Linked DNA regions of Sus scrofa: all the other regions are linked to region 1. A link is a contact called in public Hi-C and promoter capture Hi-C data. All regions are on one chromosome and are shown on one strand. Each heading gives the region's core, a stretch centred on a gene start, on an enhancer-like site or on the middle of the called end of the contact. The rest is flanking DNA. Distances are from core to core; before and after follow the strand shown.

Region 1 (4,815 bases), core at 1,560-4,059:
AGGATGCCAAGAGTTAAAAAGTCTGATTGGGTACAGCAGGAATTGGCCCAGCACTGTGTATCAATTATACTTTGATTTTTTAAAAATTGCAACTAAAAAAAAAAAAAACCCGATTGGTATTTCTGTGACAGCCCGTTCTCTTAGCAGCATCCCTGGCCCTTGTTTGAGTTCTAAAGAGCACTGCTGGGGTCCTAGAACCTGCCAGAACCTCCTTTCCCTCCACCAGGACTTGGCCACACAAATGCTAATAGCGATGGAATAAGATCTTAAAACAATCTGAAAGGAGCTTCCTGTCTTTCCAAACTCACAGACTCCCGCTGGTGGGGCCGTGGGGAGATGAGGCATGACTGACTGGTTTTGTTTCATTTTGTCCTTTTTCCCTTGAGGGCCCTTGTGGGCAGAGGACGAAGGGACATCTGGTAGTGGGCATCCTGAACTGGGGACCCAGGACCTGGAGAAGGACTAGAGCCAGAGGAAGGCGAGCAAACAGCTGCCCTAAAATACCCCTCGCCGCTGCCCCCGGCCTCCCACGGGATGTCCCTGCTGTGCCTCCTGGACGAAGACCAGGAGAGGGAGCTCGCCCCTCCCCGGTCTCTGGGCCACTGCGGTGCAGGCGCCTCCCACTTCCTCCTCCTTTTCTGTTTTGGTTTCTTTCAACAGAACCATCTTTTTCTTAAAGGAATTCCAACCCCTGCTGGATTCCTTTCCTTCTCCCTCCCACCCATCCTGCTTCTGGCAGTGCTGTCTGTGTGATGGTGGCTTTGTTTCCGAAGGCCCGCCGGTCCTCCGGTGGAAGGCAGGCAGGAATCTTTGCAATATATATATATTTTTTAATTTATTGGGCGCAAAGCCCCAAACCAGGATCTGTGTGTTGTGTCTGTGTGTTTCGGTTTTGTACCACGGGCCCTTCCCCTTGACACCCAGCGTGGAGAAAGCGAGCCGTTGTACACAGTTGCTGTAACCATCATCAAAGAACTGGGCCGCCCCCTCGGTGATTTGCCTGAACAAGAAATTGGCTGATCCTTAAATCCATGCCAGGGCCAGCGGAAGAAGCCTTTCTCCCGTCACTGCCAAAGGCCCCTCGTCGAGGCTCTCTGTCCACCAGGCATGTGTCTCCCCAGCCAGAGTCACCTGTTCAACGCCATTGCATTTCAATAAAGTTATCTCCTGTGTTGTCTGCTGGCACTCTCTCACTCCCTCTCTGGTGTCTGTCTCTACTGGTCTTTTGGCCTTTCCTTGCTCTGGAAGATCATTTGGCTAATCCAGAGGTGAGACCCACCTGCCTGTTGATGGCTGACCCTCCAACCCTAAGCAGGAGTCTCTGGGCCCCTTTGGTTGTGGGTATGTTTGTGTGTGTGGGGGGGAGGGTCTTGCCTGCACAGACCCAGCATCCTTCACCAGAATGCAAAACATCCAGCCCAGAAGTCCTTCCTTCATGGCCATGGTGTTAGAAAACATACCACCTTCTGGACCTGGGGGAAAAGTGAATCAACCTAGGAGAAAAGAGGCTGTTCATTCTAATGGAGTTCTGCTTCTCCTGGCCACTCAAAGAAGGAAAATGACAAATCCTACTCTTCCCCACTGTGAAACTTTGGGGTCCAGGAGGCAATCTTTCCCCTAGGAAACTGCTATGGGGACCCAACCCAGCTCTGCCCTCTATCAGGGAGGTGGCAAATAGTTCAGAGCTCTCCCTGAAATAAGCAATCAAGGAAAAGTTCCCTGGTGGCCTAGCAGGTTAAGGAGCCAGCACTGTCACTGCTGTGGCTCAGATTTTTGACCCCTGGCCCAGGAACTTTTGTATACTGCACGTACAGACAAACACGAGAGGAATCATTCTTTCAGAAGAATACTCAGATGAAGTGACCTGATCCCTGATTGTTGACAGCTTAGCATCCACGGTCTTAGAACTGGGCTAAGAGTGGCTACCTGGTCCTCTTTGCCACTTAGGAACAAGTCATGATCCCTAGAAACCATTTTAAGGCATTCAACCTGAACAGCTTATTATGAAACATCTGTCCTGTTTGGTCTGAACCTCCCACCCCAACAATGGTACCATCCTTCTACCACGGCAAGCATTGCATTCACTCTCCACCCTTTAAAGGTCCAGTGGTAACTCACCTGGAGAAAAAATTTACACTTTCTCAGCACATGGGACTTATTCTCCAATAGTCAGATAAGTACTTTCTCTGGAGGGGACAGCCTTACCGACGCAGGTCTCTCTCCTGGCCAGCGACTATCTGACCATGAGGTTAGGCTCACCTGGCTGGAAAAACCATGGACCCGGCCTCTGCAAGATGACCGCTCCCCTCTGCCCAGCCCACTTCAGATTCTTTCCCTGCCCTTTGGATTCCTGAAACTGCGATGAGTTCCCTGTGGTGGCTCAGTGGGTTAAGGACCCAACATGGTCTCTCTGAGGATGCATGTTCCATCCGGGCCTCGCTCAGTCGCTTAAGGATCTGAGATTAAGAGACTCATTAGTTGTGGGGGGAAAGAGGTCGGCTTCCAACCCCCTCCCTAAAGCCTTGTCCACTCATTCCCATCCCACCCTCTCCTAACGCAGCATCTCACCCCGAAAGGATCCGTGCAAGAGGAGGTACAGGTCTTGGCCTGAGCTGCGGCCAAGGCTGCCCACGCGCTGTCTGCGGCCGTCGGGGAGCCCGCACCTCGCGGGGGCTCACTCGACAGGCTTCCCGCTGAGGCGCTGCAGTTCTTGTCTCCACCGCAGGCGGCGCTGTCTCGGGAGGCTCATGCCGCTGCCCCGCCCCTCGCGCGCCCGCCCGGCCTGTGCGCAGGCGCGGCTTCGCGGATTGGCCGCGCGCGGGAGCCGTCCGGCGGCGGCGGGTCGGGCCGCGGGGCTGGCGCGCGGCGGGAGAAAGATGGCGGCGGCGGCGGCGGCTGGCGCGGCCTCGGGGCTGCCGGGGCCGGTGGCCCAAGGGCTGAAAGAGGCGCTGGTGGATACGCTCACCGGGATCCTGTCTCCGGTGCAGGAAGTGCGGGCGGCCGCCGAGGAGCAGATCAAAGTGCTGGAGGTGACAGAGGGTGAGTGAGGCGGGTCGTCGCGAGGGCGGCTGACCTGGGCCGCGCTGACCGCAGGCTGGGGAGGGAGGGTCCTGGGGAGGCTAGTCAGGGAGGCCGGTGGGGAAGGAGGGTTCTCCCGGGAGGGAAGGTCCCCCCGGGAGGGAGGCGCCTGGGCGGCGGCGTGGAGGGTCCTGGAGAGGCCGGCCGGGGAGGGAGGATCCGGGGCGGGAGGGTCCCGGAGGGAGGGCCCCACGGAGGGAGGGTCCAGGGAGGGAGGCTCCGGGAGGACCCTGGGCGGCGGCGCGGAGGGTCCGGGGCAGGCGCGCTGAGCGCGGGCCCGGGCTCGCTCTCGGCCGGGAGCGCGGGGCTGGGCGAGCGGGCGGCGGGGTTGAGGCCGCGGCCGTGGGCCGGAGACCTGGCGGGACCGCGCCTCCGCGCGCCTCCCCGGGAATCAGTCAGACGCCTGTGCGGCCGCCTCCCCTCCCGCGCGCTCCCCGGGGCTTTTCGGAGTGGTTGGCACTGCTCGGGGAAGCTGATCATCCTTTGTCTTTGAGTCTTTGTCCGCATCCTCCTAGTATAGGCTTGAGAATGATGGAGGAAAGAACGAGCCTCTGGCTTGAGGTCGCCTGTCAGTTCCTGCCCAGCGGGCCTTCCCCAGGCCCGGGGGAGCCTTGCTACACGGGCAGTTTGATCCTGAACCCAGAGGAGAGAAATCCTCTCGGGCTTTATGTCAGAAATGCGTCTGGTCCGTCGGGGCTCCGCTCCCCCAGCTCAGCAGGGAGGTTCCACCAGCACTCAAATTGCCGGTGGTCTGACCAGGCACTCTCAGAACCTCGCAGTGGCCCTCCTACTGGACTTAGGGTTTTTGTTGAAAAAGACTTAAAACAGCTTTCCTTTAAATGTAACGTCCTCCCACGACATGGAGCACCATTGAAAACTAAGTCACTTCTCTTGGAAATACTTAGAGATTTGGGATCCAACAGGTTAGGGACCCGGTTTTTGAAGGCCTAGTTGGAGCTGTCATTGTTCTGGAAAATGTCAGACACTGCAAGAGGAGCAACCTCGGGATAGAAGAAAGCTCTCTGGGAGCCATGCATAGGTTGATCTGTGGGAGTTATTATAGCCTCCTGGGTAAAATTCCTTTATTCACAATCTGTCTCCCTTGAGTATGAAGTGACAAAGCAGAGGAACCTCATCACATTCAAGTTATTGCTTGCATAAAGTTGAAGGTTTAGGGTATGACCTGCAAGGTTGAATCAAGTTTTTGGAGTTGAATGTGGTATTTGGGACCCTTTGGAGGTGGTTTGTGTTTCTAAATAGCCTAATTCCTTCTTTTTATTTAAAAACTGGGTGTTCCCATTGTGGTGCAGCGGAAATGAATCTAGCTAGTATCCATGAGGATGCAGGTTCGATCCCTGGCCTCTCCCAGTGGGTCAGGGATCACAGCATTGCCATGAGCTGTGGTGCAGGCCGGCAGCTGTAGCTCCGATTTGACCCCTAGCCTGGGAACCTCCATATGCTGTAGGTGTGGCCATAAAGCAAAAAAATAAAATAAAAAATAAATAAAAACTGTAGAAATTCATGCCTTTCGGTAACCTCTCTTTGAGATGGAGAATGGCGATCCATTCCTCAGATTCAGTACCTTGCTTTTCTCTGTTCCTCTTGTGGCCTTTAACAGATTGTCTTTGCCCATTAAGTCCTGGGTACCTCCTCTGTTGTAGTCCGTTTGAATCTCATGCATCTCCTTAGCGTGGTGGGCTTCTTTGCTAATCATTGCCCTCCTTTTGTGGAAATAAA
Region 2 (4,815 bases), core at 1,426-3,925, 350 kb after region 1:
GCAGGGATCAAACCCATGTCCTCATGGATACTAGCCAGATTCATTTCCACTGTGCCACAACAGGAACTCCTGTTGTTTTTTTTTTTTTTTAATACACAGGATTGTCGGGATTTATCCACTGGTACATAAAATATTATTTTCTTTAGAATATTTAGGAAATCCAAACTATCATGTTTGTTTACTGATAGTAAACAATCATATAAGTTTATTGTATAAGTTTATACTCAGCCCTGGTTGGGGGAAGATGTTTCAGAAAAAGAACTTAGATGATTTTAATTGCAAAAAACTTTCAAGTCATCATGCCCAGATTGATTATGTTTTATTTCTTGTGGCCTTTTGTGGGGGGCTGAGCTAGTTAAATTATTTAGATTATAATAATTATCACTGCTTTCTGTAATCACATAGCTGGAAGATACATGCCTTTTAATTATCCATGGAATTTAGCTACTTACATTTTTCTTTAAAATCTCCAGAGAGTGTAACACATTCTTACTACCTCAGGAAAAACACAAGTAAAATAGATACAGTAAAATAGATAGTTCCAGTGCTCACTGGAACTTCCCAGTATTGAGACTGAATTTTTCCTATTGAAATTCAAGTTCATACCTCTTGGGATAGTAAAGATTTAACTTAGACTTGGCTAATTTTAGCTTACTTACACAAGGGAAGGCAGATATTTATTCTTTCCTGATACTGAATGTGAAAAGAATACAGCTGAGAGAAATGTAACATTATTGGTGTTCCCCTTGTGGCTCATCAGTAAGGAACCTGACTAGTATCCTTGAGGACATGGGTTTGATCCCTGGCTTCACTCAGTGGATCGAGGACCTGGTTTTGCCTGAGCTGGGGTGGAGGTCGCAGATGAGGCTTGGATCCTTCGTTGCTGTGGCTGTGGGGTAGGCCGGCAGCTACAGCTCTGCTTTGACCCATAGCCTGGGAACTTCCATATGCCACAGGTGCAGCCCTAAAAAGACCAAAAAAAAAGTAACATTATTAATTCATGAAATTTTTACCCAAGCTAAAAAATGCTTATTAGAAAATCAGTAAGTAAAACATGTGGTCCAATTCTACATACTTTCTTTCTTTCTTTTTTTTTTTTTTTTGAGAAACTGTCATGTACCAGCATCATAATATTAAGATGGTGCATGTGGATTGCTGTCAGAGATGTGCTTCCTGAGGTTTCTGCAATTTGCATGATGCTGAAACCTTGCCCTTCTCTTGCTTTTTGATTTTCTAGACTGGCAGAGTTTAAGCTAATAATGGTTTCCTGAAGAGGGTTAGGTTCCTATCTAGTTTAATATCAATATTTCTTTTATCCTATAGGGACAGTTCTATTTGAGAGCTTGTGGGCAATTTTAATTATCAGCAAGAGGCTGAGTTGAAATAAGAGTTTCCACGTTGACAAGCTACAAAGTCAATCTCATACAGAATTTTATTTTTTTGTAATTTTATTATCAAGAACCAGTGTTTTGGGTTTGTTTTTTGTTTTTGTTTTGTTTTTTGCCTTTTTAGGGCCACACCCGCAGCATATGGAAGTTCCCAGGCTAGGGGTCAAAGCAGAGCTGTAGCTGCCAGCCTATGCCACAGCCACAGCATTGCAGGATCCGAGCCACGTCTGTGACCTACAACACAGCTCATGGTAATACTGGATCCTTAAACCACTGAGTGGATGGAACCTTTGTCCTCATGGATGTTAATCGGGTTTGATACCACTGAGCCATGATGGGAACACCTCTCATACAGATTTCCAGTAGATGATGAAGTATAACAAGTTCTGTGGTAACTAAATTAATGCAAGGAACACATGGCTATATAAAGTATACAGTATTACATCTTTTATTTTTATATACATTGTTATTCACAGTTCACCAAGATGCTAATAACTTAATTAGCATTTATGAAGAATTTAAGGATACCTAATTAAGCATATTTATTTATTTTTGTCTTTTTGCCATTTCTTGGGCTGCTCCCGTGGCATATGGAGTTTCCCAAGCTAGGGGTCTAATCGGAGCTGTAGCTGCTAGCCTATGCCAGAGCCATAGCAACTCAGGATCCCAGCCACATCTGCGACCTACACCACAGCTCACGGCAACGCCGGATCGTTAACCCACTGAGCAAGGGCAGGGATCGAACCTGCAACCTCATGGTTCCTAGTCAGATTCGTTAACCACTGAACCACGACGGAAACTCCAAATTAAGCATATTTAGATAGAGTATTACTAAGCATATTTTATATCTAAGTGTCCCTTTTCATTTGCTTCTCAGCTCATCTCAGGAAAAAGTGAAGCACAGACAAATGTTCACATGATAGAATATAATAAAGTTTCCCTTCACAATGACCTAATCTTTTTTTTTTTTTGTCTTTTTGCCTTTTCTAGGGCCACACAACAGCACATGGAGGTTCCCAGACTAGGAGGGGTCTAATCCGAACTGTAGCCGCGGGCCTGCACCAGAGCCACAGCAACGCAGGATCCTCAACCCACTGAGTGATGCCAGGGATTGAACCCACATCTTCATGGATACTGGTCGGGTTTGTTTCTGCTGAGTCAAAATGTGAACTCCTTGCAACATTTTTTTTAGTGAAAAACTGAAAGTTTAAAGAACCTAATAATTGTATATGATCTCTTTCATTATGGAAAAAAAATTATTTATGTTTTGTCCAGGGCTAAAGCCTGGAGGGATATAGTTACTAAGTCAACTTTCTGTAAAGCTTTATGGAAGTATAGTTGATTTACAATGTTGTAATAATGCTAAGTCTATTTAACAGGTTTTATAACCAAGCTCTCTTTGAACATGAAAATGGCCTACTTGCTGCTTTAGGAGTTTTGTATGCTCTATAGTATTTTTTTTTTTAATTGAACTATAGTTGACTTGCAGTATTGTGTTTGCTCTGTATACGTTTTTTGTAGCTTTGGGTAAAAAAATCATGGAACACATGACATCCATTCTGTCTCCCAATAATTTAAGACACATGACATCCATTCTGTCTCCCAATAATTTAAGATCCACGAAAACTGGAGAAGAGGAGGAGAGAGAAAGAAGGGAAATTAGTATTTATTATGAGCTGATAGAAGCCAGGGATAGCACTAGGTATCCTTGCATATATCGTCTTATTCGAGCCACAGGACCATCCTGTGAGGTGACATTACCCCCTTTTTACAATCAAGGAAACAGGCTCAGAGAACTTCTGTATGGAGAACTGAATTTGAATGCTCTTTCCGCTGTACCTGCGTGCATCCTTCCCAGGGGCTTTTCAGGGCTACGTGTTCATGCCCTCTAAGTTAATAAAACTCTGGATTCAGAACCAGGACACAGTTTTGAAAGTTTTGGGTACTTCCCGTCCAGTTTTCTGCAACAGAAAGTAGGGATAACAACTGACCCCTTTTCCACTCCAAAAGATTGACGTGTTAATTAGGGAGCCAAAATTAGCTGGTAGTCGCAAAGAGAATGAACCACGACTCTTAACACGCCCACAGAGGCTGACTCCGGCCAGGGACAGCTCCCGCTTGGGGCGGAGGTGACCTCGCAGGTCTGCGGCCAAGTAGGGAGCTCCCGGACCGCGCCTCTCTCGCGGTCCGTCCAGGGACTTGTAGTTCCCGTCAGGCGCGGGCGCGCCCGGGCGTGGGGGACGCGCGGCTCTCCTACTACAAGTCCCGTGATGCTCCGGGGCGCCGCTGCAACTGCGTGCTGAGGCCGCGGGGCGTGCGGGCGGCGCGGGCGGCGCGGCGGCGGAGCAGTAAAGATGGCTGCGCGTGGGTCTCCGCCCTCCTCTCCCGGCTGAAGCGCTCGGAGGCGGCGGCGGGGCGGCTCGGAGCAGCGGCGTTATGGCAGAGCTGGAGCACTTGGGCGGGAAGCGGGCCGAGTCGGCGCGGGCGCGGCGGGCCGAGCAGCTGCGGCGCTGGCGGGGTTCGCTGACGGAGCAGGAGCCCACCGACCGGCCGGGCGCGGGGCGGCAGCCGCAGAGTCGGCGCGCGGGCCCGCGGGTCCGCTTCGAGGACGGCGCCGTGTTCCTGGCTGCCTGCTCCAGCGGAGACACCGACGAGGTGAGGCGGCTCCTGGCCCGGGGCGCCGACGTGGACACGGCCAATGTCGACGGCCTGACAGCCCTGCACCAGGTGAGCGCAGCGCGGGTGCTGCGAGCCCGCTTCTCGCCGCCGCCGCTCGGCGGCCGGCTGTTCCCGACCTCGCAGGACCGGCGCCCGCCGCAGTCGGGTGTTTGTATTTCCCTCCCGCTCCGCGGGTCGTCATGGTTACCGGTGCTTTGGCCGGGGGTCTGCTGCGCTCTCGAGTCCTGCTTTCTGTGCGAGTCGTTCTGCCGTCTCTGAGAGCGCATCCCGTGCTGGGGAGGGCGGAGGGCCGAAGGGTCTGAAACCACACCTGGTTTTCTGGTTTTCTGGTTTGCAGTGATTTACAGGTTCTGCGTTCGTCGCGCTGTAGCTCCCCGAGCACCCCATCCTCAAGGAAGGAAGCCTTACTTTATTCCTCTACGGAGCGCTGACCTGCAGGGTCACTTACATTTGTTTGACGTTTTTGGAATAGCTTTTTTTTCCGCTAAAGCTTCTGTAGGAATCACACGCCCTATATAGAACTGGAGTATGTGATTGTGGATAACCTGACAGTTCCGTGCTTGGTAATTAACACCTTAACTTAGTTCATCTTATGCAACTGTATTCTGTACATGCTGCCTGTCGTCACTAACTCCGTCCTCTCTCTCAAATGGAACTTCATCAGTTATTTTGGTGAGCTGACAGCTGGACACCCACTCTTAATCTTTCTTATTTTCCTTCTTCTGCTGTCCGTGCAAAGTGGATGTGC
Region 3 (4,815 bases), core at 1,340-3,839, 280 kb before region 1:
ACACCAGGTCTTTGTGGGCAAAGAATTTCATTCAGTGAACAGTGTGAGCGCTGCCTTTGCAGGCAGAGCGGCTGCGGGTTGGGATAGGCATGAAATGGTAATGAAATGGTAATGGCTGAACCCCCGACCACCCCCACCACCTCCAGGCCTAGCACTGCAGTGGGGAGAAGATGGGCAGGAGGGGGAAGAACTGTGCAAAGAGAGGCCTGAATGGGTGGGGGTCCCAGAAGGACCCAAGCAGCAGACGACCCCAAAGCGTGGGCCGCAGGCCCATCAGTGACCCCCGCCAAAGTGAATCCAGAGGGGAGTTGGGGTGGGGAGTTTCCTCTTCTGAGCGTCAGGCTGGCCTCCTGAGTCCTGAGGCGCTGGCTGAGCGCCCCCGGGGGTCTGCCTTCCTCCAGGCATGGCCCAAGCCCGGGGACCAAGAGTAGTCTGCAGGACAGATGGCAGGGCATGGCGGGAGGGGTCTGTGATGCCAGCTCCCGTCACCATCTCGGAGGCCAGGCAGGTGGCTGCAAGGTCTGAGCTGGTCCATCCCGAGAGTCTGCATCTACAAGGGCTGAATCTTCATCCTCAGCCCCACGTGGCCATCTGCCCTCCTCCCAGGCCCGGCAAGGCTTAGGTTCCCACGCCTCTTCCACGCGTCCATGGCTTCCACCCTGCCCGATGGGGCAGTCGGCCCGCAAAAGCTGGAGAGGCAGGGGGCTGGTGAGAAAGAACAGCAATTAGGGCAGCAGACATGAGACGGGGCGATGAGCAGCCATAGGAGCTGTTTTACACTAGAGCTGCCCTACCCGACAGCAACCACACAACACCCTGGACCAAGGGTCCCTGAGGCCTGGGGGATCCAGAGGATCAGTTCCCAGGATGTAGGTCTGCTCCCGCCGGGCCTCAGCCTCCTGCCACTGCTCCAAAGAGGAGGGACCAGGAGGGTCAATGGGTGGGCAGCACCAACCAGCAGGTGCCTAGGCTTGCAGGGGGTCCACCTGGTAAGGTGAGAGGCTGCAATACGAGGGCGGTGGGGGGAGGGGAGGGGGCAGAGGGGCAGGAGATATAGGTTTTCAGTGACAGCCAGATCCTTCCCCAACCCTGCTCCTGGTTCCCACAGGAGGGAGCAGCATCTGGGGAAGAGGGCACAGGGCCGGGAGCCAGGGCTTCTGGGTTCTATTCCTGGTTCCTCCCCTCCGGCTTTCTGACCACAAACCCGCCCCCACCCCCTGCCCTACTGCCCAAGGAGGATTAAGACATCACAAATACCTCACCGTGAGGCCATCCCCCCACCCCCTCCTCGGTCCAGAACTCAGGGGCGCTCAGGGGCAGGTGGACAGGGCCACCCCTCTAGGCATCAGTGGCCTGGCCCGCCCATCCACCACATCCCCTGGGTTTCCCAACAGCTCAGCCCTGGGACCCAAAGCTCACAGTCAAGAGTGGGCAGTGAAGCTCCCAGGCCCGGCCTAGCCAAGCCCCCACCAGGAACCCACTTTGGGAGCTAGGACTCCCCCTTCTGGTCCCAACCTGGTGGGACCCTACTAGTTGAGGGCAGCTGTCCTCCTGCATCAATTCCTCGCTCACCCTCCCAACCAGCGCCATGCCAGCAGAAGGGGCGGGGCCAGTCCATGCCCCCTCTGCCCGCCCCTGGCCCCAGAAAGCCACAGCCCAGGAGCCCTGCCCTGGTGGGTAGGGGCCAGCAGCCTGCGGAGTTGTCCTGGCCTCCTCCACCTGAGTCAGGGCAGAACCAACCTGGGGAAGGCCCCTCCTGCCCACCTTCCTCAGAAGCAGGGGTCACTTTCAGGTCCCCACGCCTGGTGCCAGGGGAAAGTCAGGCTCTCCGCCCCAGGCCCAGCCCTTCCGGGCTCGGTGGCCCTTAGGAGGGTCCAGCTGTGAGGTGGCACGCGGGTGGGAGGCCCCCATTTTCTCCGCTGAGGAAAGGAAACGGGAGGGAAGAGAGAAGGGGACCTCGGACCCCAAGGCTCACCTGACACCACCTCCGCGCTGCGTCAATGGGCCGCGTGGAGCGGAGACGTCCGTCCGCGGCTTAAGACACCAGGGTCCCGGCCCCCAGGCTCTGCCGCGCGCGCACCGTCTGGATAGCCTGCTGGTTCTTGAACTTGACCAGGCCCAGGGTGATCTGCGCGTTCCAGCCGGGGTCCTCGAGCGGGCAGCGGAAGTCGATCTCGCCGCCGCCCTCGGTCACCAGCGTGAAGTAGATGTGGCGCCCCGTGCTCTCCACGCACTCCACCGCCTTGATGCGGGCGAAACTCAGCTCCTTGGGACGGCCGCCCGCGCCCTTGGCCTCGAAGAGCTGCAGCCCGCGCTCGGTGAGCACGCAACGCTTGCGCTTCCACAACTGCAGCAGCCCGCCACTGCGCTTCTCCAGCACGCCCTCCCGGAGCACGGCCGCCGTCATGGGCGCGGGCGCGGGGCCGGGCCGGGCCGCCCCGCCGGTTCTCCGCACGAGCTCCCCGCCGCTGCTCCGCGCCGACCCCGCCCCGGGCCCAAGAGCCCCGGCCGCGCGCTCACCCGATCGCTGGCCCGCTCGCTCCGCCGGCCGTCTGCGCGCTGGGCGGCCGCTCCGGGGATGTGCCCTCACATGTCCCGGGCCCGCCTCCTGCGCGGCGCATTCCTGCCCGGAGGGGGGCGGGCCTGCCCTCCCTCCCCTCCCCTCCCTTCCCCTCCCCTCCTCTCCCTTGCGCAGCCTGGCCGGCCTGGGGGCGGGGCGCGGTCATCCTGCGGGCCCTGGACGCCGGGCAAGGGGCGCAGGGACCGAGAGAGCTGCTGACCCACGGCCGGAGCCCTGGGGCCTCGCATCTGCCGCTCCTGGGACCACAGCTCCTCCAGATCTTGGACTCCGGGGGTCGCTGCTTGGGAGGAGGGGTTGCTCCGCGGTGGCACTGGTTGGGACTCGCACGGGGAGGGGTGGGGGCGCGCGCCAGACAGCTGCTGGATGCTTCCCAAACCCCCGTCTCTGCCCCCTTTCCCATCTTGGCCAGCTCCTGCCTGGCATTGCGAAATCAGAAAAATGAGGAAGATCCTGGGGTTGGGATGGGGGAAGGGGCTGGGAATCAAGCCCAAACTGGGTTCCGCCCCCAGGGGCAGATTTCTCAGTGCAGGGGCCCAAAGAGGCTGCCCGCAGCTGTCTCTGCTCCACGCCCACCCTCTTACTCCTGCCCCCATCCCAGTGCCAGCCTGGGACTGAGGAGTCTTGAGGTCCCTCAGCCTCCCTGCGGTGGAGGAGGGGGAGGAGGGACACACCCCCCCACCACCACCCACACACACACACTGGTGACCTGGCTAAGTCATTGCTGCATCCTCTTCGTCACATGGAGGGGGCCCTGGCTCAGCCCGCATAGATGTTGAGGGGCCGGGCCCAGCCCACATAGACTCCGCACCGGTGGAGTCAGCCCCAGGCCTGTGCTATTCCCCTTTGCAGATTCAGTGCTGCTCCCCCGAGCCCAGCCCCCTGGATACTGAGCTGAAGAGGGAGGGGGGAGGTAGGAAGAAGCCCCCTCCCCCATTTCTGGCTGGAGAGTATGGTGTGAAGGCCTGAGCTCTTCAGGTTTCAAATCTCAACTCTTCCTCCTGGGGGGGCCATGTCCAGCCCACCTTGGGCAACTTTTTTTTTTTTTTTTTTGGTCTTTTGTCTTTTGTCCTTTTAGGGCCGCACCCACAGCATATGGAGGTTCCCAGGCTAGGGGTCCAATCGGAGCTACAGTTGCCGGCCTACACCACAGCCACGCCAGATCGGAGCCTTGTCTGCAACCCACAGCTCACAGCAACGCTGGATCCTTAACCCACAGAGTGAGGCCAGGGATTGAACTCGAGACCTCATGGTTCCTAGTTGGATTCATTTCCGCTGCCCCACAACAGGACCTCCGGCAACTTCTTTATCCTCCAGTTTCCTCCTCCATCAGATGGGAAGATGCATTGATTCTTACATCACCGATCTCTAGGGATTAAGTTAGATAACATCGGTGAAAGGCCTAGGACACCTGCCCCCACTTTTACCGACTGTGGAGGATGGAGACAAGGCACCGGCAGATGGCCGTCCCCGGTCCTCGCCTGCCCCCGGCTCAGTCAGCTCCTGAAGGACTACCCATTTCTTGGGGACCTATTCATAGACATGCTAATAATAGATGCTGATGGGAATAATGATTTGTAATAACGATAGTAATGAGACCTCTTTGTACCCACACCCTGTGTTTCCAGCCTCCTGCCTGGTTGACATAGAGCCTAACGGGCGCTGGGAGAGCCAGGGTGGAGGGAGCGGTGCCCTCCCCACAGCAGCCAAGTCAGGAGCTGGCGGTTTCCCACCCACCACTCTGTTGCAAGACACACACACACAGACACACATGCGGCCACCTCCCTAGCTCTCAGAACACCCCTCTGGAGAGGGAGTGGTCAAGCCCTGAGAGAAGAGAGGCAGCCTCTGCAGAGGAGCGCAAAAGAGGGAGCTCCAGGGGCCACAGCCCCACCTTAGGGACCCCCAGGATCTCGCCCAGCTTCCAGCCTTGCCCTCCTCTGGCTCCTCCTCCAGCCCCAGCCCTGCCCCCACCCTTCCCTCCGTGGAGTCTCCCCAGTGCACCTGACCAGCCCCAGCCCCACCTGATCCAAAGCTGAGGAATCGGCTCCAGGGCAGCCCAGTTCCTGACCCTTTTATCCCTATCGCTTCCTCCTGCCCCGGGGCCAGGGACACACTGGTGCGTTCTCCTATTCCAGGCAAATTCACAAATGTACAGGCTTTGCAAGTGGACAGAGCGCTCTCGCATGCTTTTAGGTCTCATGACTGATAGGCATTATCATGATTATTGTGCTCAT

The links. Promoter capture Hi-C pulls out the DNA fragments that hold promoters and counts their contacts. Hi-C and Micro-C count contacts between places; a contact is called where the count stands out from the background.
Region 2: a contact with region 1 is called in a promoter capture Hi-C map of liver, with 4 times the contacts expected there. The contact joins the promoter of PPP1R12B here to the promoter of IPO9 in region 1. A contact is called at or near these places in 1 of 5 promoter capture datasets (liver) and 1 of 47 Hi-C or Micro-C datasets (liver).
Region 3: a contact with region 1 is called in a Hi-C map of skeletal muscle, with 5 times the contacts expected there. The contact joins the promoter of PHLDA3 here to the promoter of IPO9 in region 1. A contact is called at or near these places in 1 of 47 Hi-C or Micro-C datasets (skeletal muscle) and 1 of 2 datasets of contacts at active chromatin or transcription factors (alveolar macrophages).

Annotation. Positions count from the first base shown.
Region 1 is chr10:24,107,317-24,112,131 of Sscrofa11.1, forward strand. IPO9 (importin-9) reads left to right here and starts at 2,810. Exons shown (of 24, transcript XM_021064520.1): 1 at 2,810-3,039. The coding sequence starts at 2,877.
Region 2 is chr10:24,461,328-24,466,142 of Sscrofa11.1, forward strand. PPP1R12B (protein phosphatase 1 regulatory subunit 12B) reads left to right here and starts at 2,676. Exons shown (of 25, transcript XM_021064548.1): 1 at 2,676-4,115. The coding sequence starts at 3,825.
Region 3 is chr10:23,824,839-23,829,653 of Sscrofa11.1, forward strand. It overlaps PHLDA3 (pleckstrin homology-like domain family A member 3), which reads right to left and starts at 2,590. Exons shown (of 2, transcript XM_003357675.5): 1 at 1,976-2,590; 2 at 1-705. The coding sequence starts at 2,407. The coding sequence ends at 2,036.